Regions from separate parts of the Mus musculus genome. Here all the other regions are linked to region 3. The links are chromatin contacts, called in public HiChIP or PLAC-seq maps. All regions are on one chromosome and are shown on one strand. The core of a region is the stretch at or near the end of the contact, and the rest is flanking DNA. Distances in the headings are between cores, read along the strand shown.

What was found. HiChIP or PLAC-seq counts read pairs in DNA pulled down with a chosen protein or histone mark.
Region 1: a FOXA1 HiChIP or PLAC-seq map of pancreatic cancer cells shows a contact between it and region 3. The contact joins two enhancer-like sites. A contact is called at or near these places in 4 of 115 datasets of contacts at active chromatin or transcription factors (CD8 T cells, bone marrow-derived macrophages, double positive thymocytes and 1 more).
Region 2: a FOXA1 HiChIP or PLAC-seq map of pancreatic cancer cells shows a contact between it and region 3. The contact joins two enhancer-like sites. A contact is called at or near these places in 1 of 484 Hi-C or Micro-C datasets (the N1E-115 cell line) and 1 of 115 datasets of contacts at active chromatin or transcription factors (pancreatic cancer cells).

The regions. Positions count from the first base shown.
Region 1 is chr13:28,455,690-28,459,729 of GRCm38.p6, forward strand. No RefSeq gene overlaps it. Among named protein-coding and RNA genes, the nearest start is that of Gm40841, 36 kb to the left of the region's middle. Within about 2 kb of position 1,987, at least 27 of the 459 cell types and tissues checked have an H3K27ac peak or open chromatin away from gene starts, as enhancers often do. A contact at or near this core is called in pancreatic cancer cells, where this site is marked.
Region 2 is chr13:28,309,781-28,313,589 of GRCm38.p6, forward strand. No RefSeq gene overlaps it. Among named protein-coding and RNA genes, the nearest start is that of Gm34385, 16 kb to the left of the region's middle. Within about 2 kb of position 2,476, at least 37 of the 459 cell types and tissues checked have an H3K27ac peak or open chromatin away from gene starts, as enhancers often do. A contact at or near this core is called in pancreatic cancer cells, where this site is marked.
Region 3 is chr13:28,747,683-28,751,399 of GRCm38.p6, forward strand. The region is part of intron 3 of 2610307P16Rik (RIKEN cDNA 2610307P16 gene); the gene reads right to left. Among named protein-coding and RNA genes, the nearest start is that of Mir6368, 39 kb to the left of the region's middle. Within about 2 kb of position 2,244, at least 10 of the 459 cell types and tissues checked have an H3K27ac peak or open chromatin away from gene starts, as enhancers often do. A contact at or near this core is called in pancreatic cancer cells, where this site is marked.

The sequences.
Region 1 (4,040 bases), core at 737-3,236, 290 kb before region 3:
TTAGCTGAATTATTGAGGTGAAGGAGACCTTGGACCATATAGGAAGGCTGGTAAGTCATGTTTTGATAGCAAAACCAGTTTGGAAATGATGGATGGAGACTGGGCAAGGCATCCCTAAGGATGCATGTTCACTTTCACTAAATTAGATTTTGTTATAAAGGGGATTGTCCTCCCCACAATCATTTCATTTCCAACATTAGGTTTTATTTATAGTTTTCTACACTGCTCTACACATCTCCACATCTTAAAATAAACCACCCCCCCCTTTTTTGACATAGACACTTTCCCCTTTTAAAGAAAAGTTTGTGTGTGTCCATCAAAAACACCATTGTTCTTCCCACTCATTAAGGAGAGGAATGAAAACAGGGCAAGCTGAGCGACAGGAACAGCTGGAGAAAGCAAATTACTCAGACCATCATAGCCACACACTACCAAAGGAGTGGCAGGATGCTCAAATTCAGGAACATTTTTATTTCCACAGTAAAAGGAACAAAGATTTTTCCATATAGCATGACATCCATGCAGAGGCAAAGCAATGGTGCAAAATATCACGCTGGCCAAATGTCACAAGAGTTCCCTTGAGATCGCAATAGTATAAACTTTGAAAGGTCCCACTATCACTTTGACCTTCTCACAAGCAATAGACATGAACTCTTCCAGCCCCTAAGAATAGGAGCCCACGGGAGAGGAGAGATGGCTCAGTGGGTAAGAGAAGCTCAAGAGAAGCTGATGGGAGAGGAGAGATGGCTCGGTGGGTAAGAGAAGCTCAAGAGAAGCTGACGGGAGAGGAGAGATGGCTCGGTGGGTAAGAGAAGCTCAAGAGAAGTTGAATTTGGTTGCCAGCAACCACTCAGAGTGCAGCACTATTTTGTATAATCCCAGCTCCAGGGAATTTCACGCTCTCTTCTAATCTGTACAGCTACCTACAGAGTGTCAAATACAAACACATACATATAAACCAAATAAAAATAAATCTTTTCAAACAAACCAAGGGAACAGTAGAACCTTTTTTTCTGAATTGGAATCTATGCTCTACCATGGCTTTTTAATTTTTTTTAACACATTACCATTCCGGTGAGGAAAATAGTTATTTCCACCTCAGAGATTAGATAATGGATGAAACAATTGGTCCTCCTGCTAAGTGCCTGAATAGGATTTCTACCTGACTACCCAGTGCCTTCCCTACAAAATTATCCTGATCCAACCTGTTTCCAAATGTTCCCTCACGGAGAGAAATGAAACCATAGGTAAAGAGTCCCTACAGTAAAGATTTTCTTAGGGGGTGAAGCTCACCAAGACTGAACCGCCAAGCAAAGAGCATCATTCAAGGGCTAAACCTAGGCCACCTATATATTTGTGGCAGATGTGCAGCTTGGTCCTCATGTGGGTCCACTAACAATTGGAGAAGATGCTGTCTCTGGCTCAGCTGCCTGCTATTGGGTTTCTTTCCCCTAACTGGACTACCTCATTGAGCCTCAAGTATAAGATGTGCTTCTATGCTTCTATGTGTGTCTATGCTGCCAACTGGGGGTTCCAGGGTGGTGTGGCCCCCTAAGGGGAGCTTCCACTTGTCTGAAGGCTACAGGGATAATGGGTGGAGGGACTTGTAAGAGTGGGAATGGGCGGAGAGAAGGGTGGTGAGATCAGGAATAACAGAATTTCAAGATCTGTCCCCGCACCCCCCCCCAAAAAAAAACAAAATAAAAATTTCAGAATACTTTTACAAAAGACAAGTTCGCACAAAGAATGATGATGAGCATTGACTGTAGAATCTAAGTCCCATGTCTTGCTCAGGGATTGCTCATCTGGGGACTCCAAGCCAAGCTTTTGTTTTTCATTGTAAGGAGTCCTTTGATTCTCATTGACGCACAGGAGTTAGGGAAGGTTGTGCAACACCACATGAGGCTGACTTTACCACACAGGGGAAAAAGTGCCAGCCAGACATACAATGTCCACTAATAATGAGTCAGGGACATTATCAAAGACCTTTCTGTTGACTCCTTTACAAAGGAGCTTGGTGTCAACAAGGTTTCAGAACTAGGAAATGACACAGAGAGGGACAGTCACTTCCTCATCAGAGAACACACATTCGCCAAAATCTGAGGTGCCTACAATTCTTTTAACAAATTACATGAACTAGAGAAAGTTTTCAGTAAATATTCATTTTTAGATCCAAATGAAGAACTATTTAAAGGCTACTCCACTCATATAGTCAGAGAATACTGCTATGTGTAGTTAATACCTAGTTAACACCATTTTCTTGGCATAAAAATGTCAAAAATAAAAGGGAAAAATGTCAGTAATGCAGGAGGGAAGTGGAAATGGAAGAATCAGGAAAAATAATCACATATAATACATAATCACAAATAAATAATCACACATAAATACATAAAAAGAATACGAAGGCCCTCCTAACAAAGCCACTAGGAAGCTCTCACACCAAGTGCATGCTTCCTGTCTGCCCTGTACTCTCTTTCACAAGGTGTTCACAGGTCTCTTATCATCCCAGAAATGAGTAATGTTATACACCGTTTCGGTCCTAAGTTGATTACAAACAACTTGTGTGAAATACAGGGACTTTCTTAATTATTAAACACTGGTAAAGGCCTTTTTTAATATAGGTTGTACCATGCAATCATTATCAGGAGAAAAAGAGTGTGATGTGAAGCCTAAGGATATGGAGTTACTGAACAAATAATGGGGAAAACTGTTCAATCAATTGGGCTTCTTATCAGAAGTGGTCTCCCAATGTAGTAACAAATACCAGGAAAACTTATATTCTCTCTGTCTTTCCGTCTCTCTCTGTCTCTGTCTCTCTGTCTGTCTCTGTGTGTGATGTATATACATGTATGTGTAGATGTCTGTACATGTGTATGAGGCTAAAGGCCAACATCAGATGTCTCCCTTGAGTGTCTTCCATCCTATTTTTGAGATAGGATTTCTTATTGAATCTTGAGTTTATGGACTCCTTAAGCCTGGCCAACCAATGTGTTCCACGGATCTGCATGTGTCTACCCAATTCAACACTAGAATTAAAGGCTCCAACTATGGAACCTGACTTTTAGGTAGATATCTATTATATGAACTCAGATACTTGTGATTGGGAGGTAGTACCACAGCAATAGAGCCCTCTTCCAAGTATGCCAAAAATCATTTTAAATGGTATACATGCTGCAGCCATTTTTCTAACATTACGAGTCAGTGGATGTCATTTGAACACTTTTTAAAAGTGATGTTTGTGTCCAATGATGGCAAATATAAAATGCACAATAAAAAGGATTTCCACTACAAGAACACAAAAATATGGGCTTACTTACTGTATACCTTTCGTTCTTGACAATTAATGGATATGGGCTAGAACTGTGGTTCTCAACCTTCCTAAAAATACAACTTTTTAATATAGTTCCTCTTGTTATGGTGACCCCCTCAACCATAAAATTACTTCGTTGCTACTTCATAACTATAATTTTGCTACTGTTATTAATCACAATGTAAATATCTGATATTCAGGATATCAGCTATGTAACCCCCCAAAAGGGTTGTAACCCAAAGCTTGAGAACCATTGGGCTAGAAACACTCTTGAGTATTAAACCCCCAATCATACAGACATAAAAATAACTGCAGAATAATTTAAGATGCAAATCCACAGTATTCTAGTCATGGTTTAGTCTGATTTTAAAAGTATTATATAAAAGACCAATCTATTCTCAACACCCTAAAGGAAACCTCTTAGATAGTAAGTTGCATGACAGGTCAAGGTTCTGTATGATCCAGTGTACCACGAAAGGGGAAAATATTCTTTAAAAAAGATAGAGAAACTTTCTCTGATATGCACCACTCAGAGAACACATATTGAGTTATCTACAATGCTGGCTAATTACGGAACACACCAGCAATAGAAAATGCTATTTAAGACAATCTAGCAGATCTCTTTCCACTACCCTGCCTGGTATCTTAACTCAATTAGACTTAATAACGTGAATAAAAAAGCTTACATTGAAAGGTAACATGTAGTTATGCAAACATACAAAAAGGGAAA
Region 2 (3,809 bases), core at 1,226-3,725, 440 kb before region 3:
TATCCCTGCCAGTTAATCCAGGTTCAGAGGTGCCTCTCAGAACAAGGGCAGAGATTGTGAATCTCTGGAAATCTGGAAAGAAGTCTGTTGCCTATGGCTGACTCCAACTGAATTATATAGTAAACTTAAAAAAAAAAAAGCAAAAACAAAAAAACCAAACCACTGCAGCTTGTCATGAGCCTCTCAGCTCCTCACAGTGGAGCCAGACTCCCTTTTGTATTAAGAAGGTAAATGCTTACCTAGCATCTACAATTTTTTTTAAAAATGGAGGTGGATATTTTAGTTTTGATTAGCTTGTTTTGGTTGTACATCCTAATGAGATTGTGTGCATTATTTAAAACATTCATACAATGTGCACCAAAGAAATTCAACCTCCCTTCCCGTGCTCCTGCAATGCATCTGTGTTGTCTAACTACTAATTTGTTATCTAATTTGTTAGGGAAGGTCCCACTTCAGTCACTGTAGCCACATCCTCATTCTTTTCAGTTTTTCCACCTTATTCACTCCACAGACAGACCTATAGAAAAAGACCTGCAACCTGAGCTCTAAAGACTATTTTGTACTCTGTTTCCCAGCATGGAGACATTTGGAACAATAAGCAACAGCTCACAAAGACAATCAGGCACATAGTAAAACAAGGCCGACGGACATTAAGGGAGTATTTACTCACTTCATATCCTCTTACAACAAAATAATCCAGAAAAAAAGCAAGCCTTCATGAAGAGGTCAAGAAATTGCAAGGTTTGTTCTCTGTTCGCAGGAATGTGAAATGGTCCAAACTTGGAAACAGTCTGAAGTGACTCCCATAGTATTCAACCATTACAGTACCAAAAGGAATTGCAAGCAGGTCTCAGAGTGATCTGTATTTCTATGGCCAGAGCATCATTCCCAATAGTCAGGAGGTGGAATCAGACAGAGTGACCACAGACAGATGAATGAAAAAGCAAATGAGAAACAAATGCTAAAGCATATGCTCATGGGTAACTTTTATTTATTTGTTTTTTCCGAGACAGGGTTTCTCTGTATAGCCTTGGCTGTCCTGGAATTCACTTTGTAGACCAGGCTGGCCTCGAACTCAGAAATCCGCCTGCCTCTGCCTCCCAAGTGCTGGGATTAAAGGCGTGCGCCACCACACCCGGCTTTATGGGTAACTTTTGAAAGCACTATGTGTTGTGAAATAAATCCAAGCCCTAAAGAACAAATACGACATAATTCCATTATACAAAATAAGTCTCATAGTGAAGTTCAGAATGATAGAAAACGAAATGATGACTTGCAGGGGCTGATAAATGCACTCAGAGTTTCTCCTTCGCAAAGTGAAGAGACCTGGAGATGGCTGATGGTGCTACAGTATGAATGTACTTAATGTCACTGAGCTGTGCATGTAGAAAAGTAAAAGGGAGGCAGGAGGGAGGACATGGGGTGGGGGGGAGGGATAAAGGTTCTTAGTAAGTACCCACTGGGATACAATTTCTACTTCAGAAAAACCTGGGACACTCCTATCACAGTCACTGCTACTGTCACCATTTTACAGAGATGTGAATGGAAGTAGACGTGGAATGAGTAAAGTGTTTGCTCAAAGCTACACAAACAGGAAGTGGCTGGCCCTGGCTGCACATTCAAACTGTCTAGTGAGGGACTTCATAATGTTTCAAACTATATTCTGTCACTTCATAAGCTGGACTGTTTGCTGTGACCCAATGTCAACTTGCAATACCAAGCAAATTAAGACCTTTACTTATTTAAAACTTTTATGGTTGGTCTGTACTTCTGGGATTATAGAAAGGGTCATTCTCTGTCTCTCAGAGTCGTACATTTATGTACCACCATGAATTATATTTACAGTGTTTTTATCATAATGTTCACAGTTTAATTTATTGAAGTTATATATACTTCATGTGAGGTTTGTCTAAGATTCTTGACATATTTGCTATCACATCCCCCACATCGTAACATCCTGATTCTCACTTAAAGCTAAGTAGTTAAGTCATACAACTAGTAAAACTGAAAGTTGCTTCTTAATGTATTCAAGGCCAATATGTATCCCATAATGCCATACCACTCTCTGTTGCCCAACTTTTAATATGCTTACAAGTCACTCAGTTTCCTAATCCTGAGTTTGGCCTTGACTCAAATATCCTTTTAGATACTAGCAATGCCAAGTTATCTTTTATGCAATATATATATTTTGAAAATCTCTTTTCAAAGACAATATTGTTATCAGTTATCTTACCAGCAAGAGCTAGAAGGTGGGACTAATGAGCTCTCACGTCTGACATCTCCTAATCTGTGATTCTCTTATGTAACAGGGTAAAGACTAGAAGCCTTATACAAAAGGTGGAGAAGGAAAAAGGGGAGCATAATTTAGAGGCAGTGAGCTTCCTTAAAACCTTGATGTCTTACTAGAGCCTAATAGGTCTAGCTTTAAAAGTTCAGCCTCTTGGTTTTCACATAACATACCCTTGACTGCGTTTATTATTAATGATCTATGAGGGATGAGGGGGAAAGTCATGTGAATGGAATCCAGAAGCCAAACAACAGCCTCTCAGAAGCAACTGAATCTCGTCCAACTGCAGCATAATTTGGGGAATGAGCTAAAAAGCAGCGCTGCAGAAAATCCGGAGCATTAAATTTAGAGATTTAATCTCTAAAAAGTGTCGCTGGAAATTAGATGGAGAGACAGGTAGAGTGGCGCAGTGTTAAGGTGTGTTCACGGTTTCTGTGTAACCCTGAACTTTCAATCAGTTGGGTCTGGAGGCTCGGAGGCAGATCTCCTTCTTCATCTACTGTTCCCTGGCTCCCTGGTGCTGGCAAACTAAGTCAGGTTTGTGAAGGGTCAAATGTATTGAACTTCTGTCAGACTTTCCAGGGTGGGTAAAAGTCAATGATTTTCATCTTAATCCCAAGGCTACGGTGTGTTCAAATTGGGAAATCTACTCCATATGTTTGTGATATTAGTTCACAGAAGTCCTAAAATGTTTCTTGAGTTTTCCAAGTTTCCTCACCTTTGTAGATTTGCCAGGTTTGAACCATTACAATTATGTATTTGACGATTATTAGCTGACACTAGTGGCCTTTGTGACAATCTAGTCTTTTCAAAGCACTTTTAAAACTTCAGTCTCTTTTACATCCCATGACACTGTCCCCTGTGCAGACACAGTAGCCTAGAGAGGTAAAGGTCTTCAAGTGTGCCCAGTTCTCTATGCCCACAGCTGGGGACTAGACAGAGACTACCCAACTCCAAAATTCAAGTTCTGTTCATCACTAGTTCTAAATCCAGATTTTTTTTTTGATGTGAGAATAGATATTATGTCTAAAATACGGACTATGCCCTGGTTTGAAAGGACAGAGAGCCCTGCAATGCTCAGCCTAGCACATTTCCCAGGTGACCTTGCAGAGATGGTAATATCAGATGGTTGGTAACTTATACAGCAGAATCTATTTATGTTGACTTTTGAAGCTGTAAATTAAATCACTCTGGGTGAAAGAAAATATAAGCAGTTTGAATTTGAACCCAAAACTTTTTTTCTACATGGGTGCTGGTACTTTGAGTGTGGCCCTCATAGTTAAACAGCAACTGCTACTAGATACTGAGCCATTTACCAGCCATAATTTTAAAACAACAACATTTAAAAAATTACTTTGACTCCTTTTCCTTTACATTAAATTGTTCTTTCAAGTGTGGTAAATATTTCCAAAGTTTCTAGAATATAAAGTGCAAACTGTTTCCCCCATAGCTGACATTTGCTCGCTTGGCAAACACTTGAGATCACTTTTTTTTAAGCCAACATGGAGAGATGATGTTGCTT
Region 3 (3,717 bases), core at 994-3,493:
GTCATTCTGGCTAATACTTTGTTTACATGGAGTATAGATGGAGCAACTACTGACCTCCGGCGCTTTAAGCTGTTGCTATATTAATTATTACATGTGCTTTTTATATTCCAGCTCCAGATATCCTCTACAGGTCTGTAGCTAATGTTTGGCTGCAAGGTTACTTCAGATAAGTCTCAGCTCCCACAGAAGGAAATGAATCCCAGGGTACCTACCCACGTATGAATATGGATGCGCACTGAGTGTAAGCAAGGGGTGTGTGTTTTTGTCTGCTCACTCTTGACTTTCCTCTACTTAGGATATGTATTTGTTTATTTGGACAAATCTAAGAGATGGATGGTGAACTGTTCTTACTTGTAATTATACCAGCAGAACCCAACCCTATCCACTTAATAGGCTTCCACTGCAGAGACATGTCTGCTTAATTGGCCAGACAAGTCAAGACGCTGATGGGAATTACTGCTTGACCCTAGGAGCGATTCATACACAAGATAACAACGTTAGACATTTCCAATGCCTACTATCCATTAGGTCCAGGCTCTCTGTAACTATCTCACTGGTGGCTGATGAGGCTCGCTCAGGATGACAAAACTGATCACATCCGACAGCTTGAATGTCCTTTTCATCCAGGTTGCTTCTGAAAGTTACCACCAGTTTGAATCTTCACATCACTTCAGTCTTCGTCCTGACACTCCAGTCTTACACACTGTCATTCATAAAATGCTACAACCCCTATGATTAAACTCTGTTCATGAAGAAACAAAACTTCAAACTCTTCCCCTAAGGGTGAGGTGTAGTAGCAAAAGCCTGTAATTGCACCTCTGTGAAGAGGCGGAGGCAGGAGGATTAGTGGAAGTTCAAGGCCAGCCTGGACCAAGCCTCAAGTTAACCAGAGTTATAGAGTTAAGACCCTATTTCAAAAGTAGAAAGGAAGGGGGTGGAGGTGTGTGCGTGGAAATTCCTTCTCTCTGTGTTGATATGGGGAGGTGTCTCAAAGCAATTTCACCAATCACTTTCAAATGAAAGGTTTGGATAAGGTAACAAACCACGACAGCCAGATTACACCCTGTAAAGGCTACCAACCAGGATAGAAACAAAGAGTCCTCTGGCCCTTTAACAAACAGCTAAAGATGTTCTTATCTGTAGCTATGTTTTTTAATCGTACCTGTACCTCCCCAGTGGATAGAAGAACACACTGTACCATGAATTATTATTTTTATACTCAGCACTTCTTCAGAACTGAAAAAGATCCATTAGGGAATCTTTTGCTCCTTAGACTGCCGAACTTGATATGACCAGGAGGCCAATGAATGCTGGTATTTCAACAAACTCAATCTTTTAATGACAGGTGTCAGGGAGAACAGACAGATACATAGATACATGGGAGTCACAACTATCAAGCTGTCCAGGATCTGTCTCCATGTCTTCAGTTCCTCCTCCTCCTCCTCCTCTTCCTCCTCCTCCTCCTCCTCTTCCTCCTGCTGCTGCTGCTCCTTCTTTTGCTGAATTTACAAGACAGCATGTCTGAAGTCTCAATCCACAGTTAAGATATTAAGTGAACCTAACACAGCACAGCACACACAGAGGCACAGGAGATCTGGCGCTGCAATCCATCTAGGCCTTTGACAGCCAATGTTTTGTAACCTAGATAGAGTATGGGGTAGAGTTGGGTTCTCTCATCTCTCTTTTCGAGAGAGCATGAAACATTGGCTGATTAATGAATTTATATTAAAGCAAAAATGTTGCAGAGATGAGAAGCCCAAAATTCTTCACTGGAGCACCCTATTGATGTGGAGAAAGTTCACAAAAAACCAAAACCAAACAAACAAACAAAACCCTCTGATTTTGGACAAGAACCCCAAAGTATACCATCTTGTTGTAAAAAAGAAGGTCCCCACAGTTGAGCTCAGAGCCTGTATTCCTCAGTAGTTATCTAATCCAAGTCCAGCTGTCTCCTCTTCACCTCCATTGCCACCAAAAGGACATCAAGATGCTCTAATCTGTTTGGTCCAAATGGGTAAAGTATCCTCTATGATTATGCATGCAACGTCCACACCCACCACTTTGTCATAAATAGTACATGGGGCATGCAAAGACACCAAGCCTCTGGGCACACCAAGCACAAATAAGGGACCTGGCTGCAAGCTGATGATTACCAGTGGCTAGAAGACATACCTTAAGAGTTCTGTGTGATGGCTCAGACAGTAAAGTCCTTGCCATGCAAGCTTGAAGTGAGTAAGCCAAGAAAGCCCAGACTGAGTGTTCATTCTTGACATGGGAAAGTCATCAATGCATCAGACCCACAAGAGGCAAAGCCTTCCCCATGTGAGGCTCAGAGATCAAGAAAAGACTTCCTCTGGTTCAAGTATTGATGCTGACATCGTGTGCAGAGATTATCAACCACAGCTTCTTCCTCCCAGGATGACTGTGGCCTGAGACTGTTCACCTACAGGATCTCCTACAGAGATTAGCAAAACCTGCCTCCTTGTTCAGCCATTAACCATAAAGCCACCTCCTCAATTCAGATCTAAAAAAAAAAAAAAAACACACACACACACACACTGAGTTTCATGATTGTTTCATGATGGTATGTCTCCATTATGACATGCATGGCCTAACAGAGCCCAACTTTTCTGTCCATGAGCCTGTGTGCCTCCTCTCTCTTCAGTCCCTCATCAATCCAGCCAGGGTTTGGGGACAGGAAAAAAAAATAAAACACACAGATGAAGCAGACAAAGCCTATAATCCTTTGGGGGTTGGGGGTGGGAGTGGGGAACAGGAGGATCTCTAGGGCTCACCAGCCAGCCAGTCTTGCTCTATCATTAAGCTCCGGGTTCAATGAGAAACCTCACCTGAAAAAGTATGGTAGAAGGAAATTGATAGAAGACATCCCAGGCCACTCATGCACATAGTGCACTAATTCTTACACATATACACACAAAGAAGCACGAATATATGGATGGGTCAGCCACTGAACGCACATCCTTGAAGGCTTGGGGTTTTGAGCTAGTCTTTGCTAAATAAGAGCTGATGTACCTTATCTGATGGGAAAGGCAGACTCTTGGCAAAATTTTGTCCAACTAGGACAAAATAAACACAAACAGATTATGTACAAGATTAACCAAGTGGACCGATATGGCTTTAGCAGAAGCTTTCAATAACTAAGGTGAGAACAATGGCTGCCATTAAATAAAAAGGGAAAATTGAGAAAATTATTCCTTTACTCATTGAGTAATGATTTTGTTTCTCATATAATGAAATGGAGGGACATATTGCTTTATGCATGAATTCATCAGCCCTTACTCACCGACCACTGACTCTGCATAAGCCACTGTTCTAAGTTCCTGGAGAACAGAATCAGGGCAAGCATACAGGACTCCCCCCCCCCCCCCCGCCCCAACCGCCCCCAGAGAAAACAGCCTTCAGATAAAGAGTTTGATTCATACACATTCTAAACATAAACCGTGACGTCATTTCAATTCCTTTCCTCAAACCACAAAAGACATTTTCAGTTCTGTAAGTTAGAAAACTTGATCTGCCAGAGGAGGCAGGAATTCGGGCAGATGAAGGATGTCTTCCCACACTTGAGTCCTTCTACTGTCTTGTGGATGCCAAGTTAAGAAACTGACTGAATGTGCATGTCGAGACTGTGAAGGCCAAAGCCCACTTGGTAGGAAACAAAATAAATCTCTTTTCTGTGTATTTGTGAGCTATGGATTT